Regions from separate parts of the Acanthopagrus latus genome. Here region 2 is linked to region 1. The links are chromatin contacts, called in public Hi-C maps. All regions are on one chromosome and are shown on one strand. The core of a region is the stretch at or near the end of the contact, and the rest is flanking DNA. Distances in the headings are between cores, read along the strand shown.

Region 1 (3,406 bases), core at 601-3,100:
AACCGAGGAGCTTATGGCGCGCGTGCAGTCCCGACAAACCCAAACCCCAGATCACAGGTACAGCGGCTCGCGCGGCGGCGGCCGCAGCGAACTGGCACGCGATCCGCCGCAGGGCGCACCAGCCCGAAAGCCTCGCGTGGTACGCGTGCTCCAGCGCACCGGAGGGGTTGCCGATGGCCCCGCTGAAGGTGAGCCCATGGATCACGGCTGCCAGGTACGTTAAGGTGAGCGCGAGTCGAGGCTCGATCCCGCCCACCTCGGACAGCAGCCTGAGCTCGTGCGTGCAGCAGCACAGCTGGAAGGTGGACACGAGCTCCACCGCGTACACGGAGAGCCTGGTGTCCGCGAGGGCCCTGGTCAGCAACCTGCGGGTCGCGTCGCTCAGCGCGACGATCCCCGCGAGCAGCACCAGAGACACCGCCACGTCTGCAGTCATGCTGGCGGCAGGTCCGCGCTCTCTGTCGGGGACTGTCTGCGCCTTCAGCCGCTGAGAGGCTCCGCTGAACGCCCCGAGCAGCTGCTGCCTCCTCCAGGCCTCTGTCTCGCTCTGTACCGATCAATCTCACTTCCTCCTGTGATCAGAGCCTCGCTGTGCCGGGCTGCTGCTGCTGCTCTGTCCCGGAGGATGCGGGGTCCAATCGGGAGCAAATTAGCTTCAGCCCCGGTAGCTCACATGGTGCGGAAGTGACCGAGCTCCCCACTTTTCCTCCTCCTCGACCTGGTATCGCTGCTTCTCTTACTCTTTTTCATCCTGCCGTTTCTTCTCTTCCCTCTCCGATTCTTTTTAAGGTTTGTGCGCTTCAGCACGTTGGACGGTAATGTTAGAATAGTTATTTACGAGGCAAAACAGAATCGCTTTGAGCAGCAAACAAGTCTGTGAAACCAGTTCAGACTGGTCCAAGCTGAAACCAGTTAGTGGATCAGTGACTGGTGTGTGGATGCTGTCATGGGATCACATCCTTTAAGTACACTGACTGTATATATTCATATGTTTAGATGAGTGATAACAGATGCATGTGGTTGTGTTCTTATGTGTCTCCATCAGATCCACAAACAACATGCAGCAGATTAATGAGGAGAAATAAACACACTCAGACAGACAGCTCCCTTAAATAATCACTATAATATTCTGTCATATTTTGGTTTTCAAAGTGTTTCCCTCATCAGGACCTGTGTGTTTATCACAGGAGATGTTAGTGATGAGGGATTTAATCCGTCCTGGTGAGATGGATGTTAAAGTTTAAATGTTGACGCTTGTAATAAAAGTTTGGGAGCTATAATCCAGTTTACTGATATTTTCTGCTTTTTCCTCGACTGAAGCTGCTATCAGACCTGTTCACACAACTTCTGTCACTCTTATATGAGCATTCAGAAATCAATATTTATTGTAGACATTAAAATGACTGATAGAGAGTAATAAAATGCAGCAAGATACATTTTCATTCATTTTGAAATACAATTTATTGAACATAATAAAAACAGTAAAATGTTCCAAGAATATTTAAAATGATAACAGCTCTTTACATGATAAACAGACATTTTCATATTATGAGATACAAACTGATCACATTATAACAGCAAACACTTCTTGTTGAAATGTGATAACTTACTGTTATAAAACATTTCATGTAATAAGATATTTTAATGGGGCGGCTGTAGCTCAGCGGGCAGAGCCGGTCGACTAGTGATCAAAAGGTCCCCACAGTGCTCATCAGTAAGGCCCTGTGATGAGCTGGCGACTTGTCCAAGTACCCTGCCCTCGCCCTGAGACAAGGCTGGGATTGGCTCCAGCAGCAACACCCCATGACCCCATGGAAAGGGATAAGCAATGACAAGATATTTTAATGTTATTAAAGATATTTTACATTGTCATGTTAAAACAACATTTTTATTACAACAATAAACTTTTCACATTATAACATGATACTGAACTGTTTTTCTTTTTGTATTGTAGCGGCAACACGCTGCCGTTCAAAACACTACAGGCACTGATAAAAACTATGATATGAACGGAGTAAATCTGACTTTAAGAAATATTTTGCACACTGAGAGATGAGTTACTTATAATAATTACAGTCAGAAGTAACAATCAACACAGTAAAAACTGGGTATCAACATGTATTGATCATTTATACAGATGACTGATACAGACCGAAGTATAATAACAGTTATACAGCACTAACAACACTACAAGATACAGTTATTATATATATAAATGCATAAAAGCCAACTCAGATTCCTTCACATACAGTTAAAAAACAAAATCATCAGAACAAGATTTAATTTTAAGTAAAAAGATTAAAAAATACACCTTCAGTGGAAAGTTCAAAGATTACTTCTATATACTCACTATACATCAATATACATCCTTAAAACTATAATTAGTATTTCTGTTATTATCATTATTAATATTACAACTGTCAGCTATTTATTCCCATGCTATCAATATCAATAACATTATCACATTTAGTTTTATTTATTGCGACAATTTAATTTGATTTAATATTTTTTTATACAATGTTATTATGAAGTGTTACCCCTCTTTTTATCTATTTTAACTTACATACTTAACAACAACAGGACAACAAGAAAATGTCTACTAGTCTGATAATAATACTACAACTACTATTATTAGTAATTATAATAACAATAACCTGTCTCCATCTTTCTCTCAAGTTTAACCATCAACATATAATATAATATAATATAATATAATATAATATAATATAATATAATATAATATAATATCATATCATATCATATCATATCATATCATATCATATCATATCATATCATATATCATATAATATAATGTAATATCATATAATATCATAATATATAATATAGAACCTCCTGTATCAAAGATGAAATGAGTACCTACATGTACAACAGGTGATAAACCATGATGATGAGTAAGTATGAACATACAGTTTGTTTATTAAGTGTCTGTCTGAGCTGGACGCTGCTCTCCTCTCCTGGTCCTCTGGTTCACAGCCACCACAACAACACAGAGGATCACCAGCAGACCAGGGAGCAGTGAGGACCTCACCGTGTAGAGGGTGAAGTCCATCCCAGAGGGCTCTCTGGACTTCAGAACAGTTCTGGACAATGACACACAAAGTCCATCTGGTCCCATCACAACACACCAGTACTCTCCTGTGTCTTCCAGTAAGACATTAGAGAGAGTCAACAAGCCATCATCTCTAAATCTGCTCAGTCTGCTCTTCAGATCAGAATCAGGTGTTAAATCATATAAATACAAGAGTCTGTCTTCTGTTTGGTTTGACTTGATGAACCAGTGGTGCCAGCTACCCTCTGTCCGACCTCTGCATCTGAAAGTGACGTTGTCTCCTTCTGAGAAGAGCTCGACAGTAGGTGGGCCAGATTTGGGGCACACCACCAGGTG
Region 2 (3,406 bases), core at 248-2,747, 140 kb before region 1:
GAAACCACTTCAGTGAATCGTTGTTTCCCCGTATGATCAACTCTCCCTGTAAAGACCTGTTGTTATCTTATATCGGTTTCTATTATAAACATTTGTTTAAACAACCTAAACATATCATAGACAATGAAAACTGTACCGAAAACAAATACCTGCTCAATAAGCAGCGATCTACCAGCTCATCTGTGGCCTCTTCCATATTCTTCCTTCTTCTACAGGAAAATGTTTTGTTTTTCAACATTATTTTCACGAGCAATCGTGTTGTTTACGTCATCACTTACAGTTTACAGATCACTGAACCTCGACTGTGTCACCTAAGACTCGCACAAATACATCACATCAAGGAGTGTCTGCTGAAGAATGAATAACTTCACCCTGACTGCATTTTAAATGTCTGTTAAATAGTGCACAGATCTTTTACTGAGGAAGAGAAGCAGCACCACAGTGCAGATCATATCGTCTGTTCCAAGACAAAACCCACCAAAAATCATGTTTTACTCTCTTTGTGCTCTCTGGGTTGAGTCTCTGTTGCTCTCAGCTGGTTTTATGTGCTTTGTATTTTGGTTTTGTGAAGCGCGCTGTAACATGAAAGAGGTTATGTAAATAAAGTTTTACTCTATTATCAATAAAAATCTGTTATACTTAAATAAATGAGCAGAAGTTCTCGCTTCAAAATACAGGCCTGCATAAATTAGTAAAATTACTTATGATTTAGAATGTACCATTTCAGAAATATGAATATTATATTGTATCACATCATATTATAGTAATGTAATTACCAATGCATTAATGTGTAGATCACTTTCATGATTTGTAATGATGGTTTAAATTATTTTACACACTGCAGCATTGCTTGTTAAGTTTGTCCTTGGCATCAATTAATGATAATAAGCCAATTTATTTGTTGAGTATATTTTGTTTTATTAATCTGCAAAGAAACTTAAGTTATCAGATTCATTCAGGAGTAAACAGTGTAATGTTCACCTCTGAACTGCAGTTAAATAAAGTATGAAATAGAAATACACAAGTAAAAAGTACAAGTATCTAAAAGTTGAGTGCAGTTACTGAATAAATGTATTAAGTTACTTTCCATAAAATCTTCAGTAGACTTTAAAGTGAGTAATTTTACTAAAATTGAATTAAAATATCAGAAAAGTAACAGCACCACTGTTTGAACATAAGTGTACCTTCTCCACCTCAGACTGCTGACTTCATCTCTGCTCCACAGAAACACAGAAACGTTTGTACTAACTTTTCCCTCCAGCTTGCTTCTCTTCCCGTCTCGTCCACTCACCAGGTCAAAACTTCCTTGAGGTTGAATTTCCTGACCCTCATCATGAATCCACTCTTCCGGTCTTCATCTCTGGATGCTCCCTCAGGCTGTTTAGTATCCATGTTGCTGCACTGACGGAGGATTCCTCTCTGAGTTTTCACTGTTGGGAGCTTTTAAATCCTTGACTTTCACTGTGCCAGAGCTGAATGATTAATGGACCCAGAGGGCAAAGATCAATCTTTCACTTATCTTCAGGAGCGAGTTGAAGACAGCCTGCAGCACTTTCAGATAAGAACTGATGATGAAAGAAGCATTTAAAGAAATCATCACCGCGCTTCCACTTGTTTTCACTCTCAGCTGTTATCTGCTGATGATACAACGACTCGTGTTGGAGGAAAAGTAACTCAGTTGATCATGGTGTGATTTTTATGGAAATGGTGGAAACTAACTACATCAACTCAAGTACTTTATCTACATACTTCCTACATGTTATATTACTTTACACTTCTATTCCACAACAAATTAAAGTATTGTAAATATTGTACTTTTTTACTCAATTACATTAATTTGAAAGGTACCTTGAAGGTTAAGATGCAAAACTAGAACATTTCTCAAGAAATTGTGTGCGTAAGTAAGTTTGAATAGAGAAAACTCTCTGTGGGAGGGAGAGGGAGAAAAGCACCAGCAAAATGTCTGGCCGCCCTTTATTTCAGAGTTCATTAATAATATGTAATAAGCTGTACTTTTTTGTCAATGTAGACAAAAAGAAATAGAAATATTATGCAGTAGATATACACAGTCATACCCTAAGTAATCTAATACAGATGTAATAAACCATTATTTGTGCCAAATTAGGCGAAACTAGAAATACTATGTTCTTTGTTAGACGGCAAACAGAGACTTCTAGACTTTTCAAATTTCACTGGACTAACTGGCTCCAGTTATGACACGATGCTCCAAAAAATGTGTCCATCATTTTACAGATCCTTGTTTACTATGTAAAATGGCTCCTTACAGTTTGTCCAGCAACATCTAAGCTTCCAATTGTATATATTCTTTAAAAATATATTATTAAATTCTTTTAAATCACTTCTTAAAACCCACTTTTATAGACTTGCCTTTATGTGATGTGGTCCTTGTATGTTTATTTTTACTTCAACTGTCTTTGAGTTCTGTTCTACGTTTTTTTTCCTCTGTTATTAAAATCATTTCATGCAATCTATTTTATCGTCCTTTGTAATTGTAAATTGTATTCTTGCTTTGTCTGTCAAAGCACTTTGTAAACCTTGCTTTTAAAAGTGCTATAGAAATAAAGTTTATTTTTTTTATTAAATCCTGTCAGAATTGAATGTGTCAGAGTCCTTAACAGAGAAAAGGGGATATTTTGCCCAACTTTGATGTGGAATGAAAATTAAAAAACACATTTTCCATAAGTAGTCCAAGATTCATATACTGCTGAACATAGTACTTCCCAGACTACCTGCATGCACAATATAAAGTACTTTTACTGTGTACTTTTCGAGTAATACTTTATCAAATTCTTACCAGAGAACAATAATTATTATTTTTTACTACTTATGTTAGAACGTTTTTTATTCCACATCAAAGTTTGGTGAAATATACTTATTCTTTTTCTCTGCTAGGGATTTTGACACAGTGGGATGCTTTCAGGTGCGCTCTCAGACAGTGGGAGATAGGAGTTGTCAAACCTGGGGGAACTGTGTCAAGCAGGCGCCACCTACTGGACATCAGGGTCGATACACTTTCCTTTGTTAGTGCACTTTAGGCTGCTCTGATGTCAGAACCATGTGACGTCCCAAAACAAACATAATGCCATAAAGTCTTAGAATAATTTCCTTATTTATGACTGATCAGAATATTAAGTCGTGCAATTCCCAGGGATCATGATTGACTCAGATTCAGAATCAGAACTACTTTACTGGTCCTGCAAACAGGGATATTTGTGTGTCACAGCAGCTTAAGGACAGTTCAATTTAACAATAAAGAACAATAATAGTAAAAAATAAACAATATAATAAAAAAGTAAGACATAGATTCTTGTATACATAATATGTACACGTGCCCTGTCCTTTCTGTGACCTCACCCCCATGAAGTCATGTGATTTCATTCACATT

Evidence for each region. A called contact is a pair of places that touch in the nucleus more often than the background predicts.
Region 2: a Hi-C map of muscle shows a contact between it and region 1, with 6 times the contacts expected there. The contact joins the promoter of LOC119013405 here to the promoter of aqp11 in region 1. A contact is called at or near these places in 3 of 4 Hi-C or Micro-C datasets (all in muscle).

Annotation. Positions count from the first base shown.
Region 1 is chr2:2,483,553-2,486,958 of fAcaLat1.1, reverse strand. It overlaps aqp11 (aquaporin-11), which reads right to left and starts at 1,850. Exons shown (of 3, transcript XM_037118597.1): 1 at 1-1,850. The coding sequence starts at 436.
Region 2 is chr2:2,618,292-2,621,697 of fAcaLat1.1, reverse strand. LOC119013405 (solute carrier family 35 member F2-like) reads right to left here and starts at 1,497. Exons shown (of 8, transcript XM_037087900.1): 1 at 1,292-1,497. The coding sequence starts at 1,392.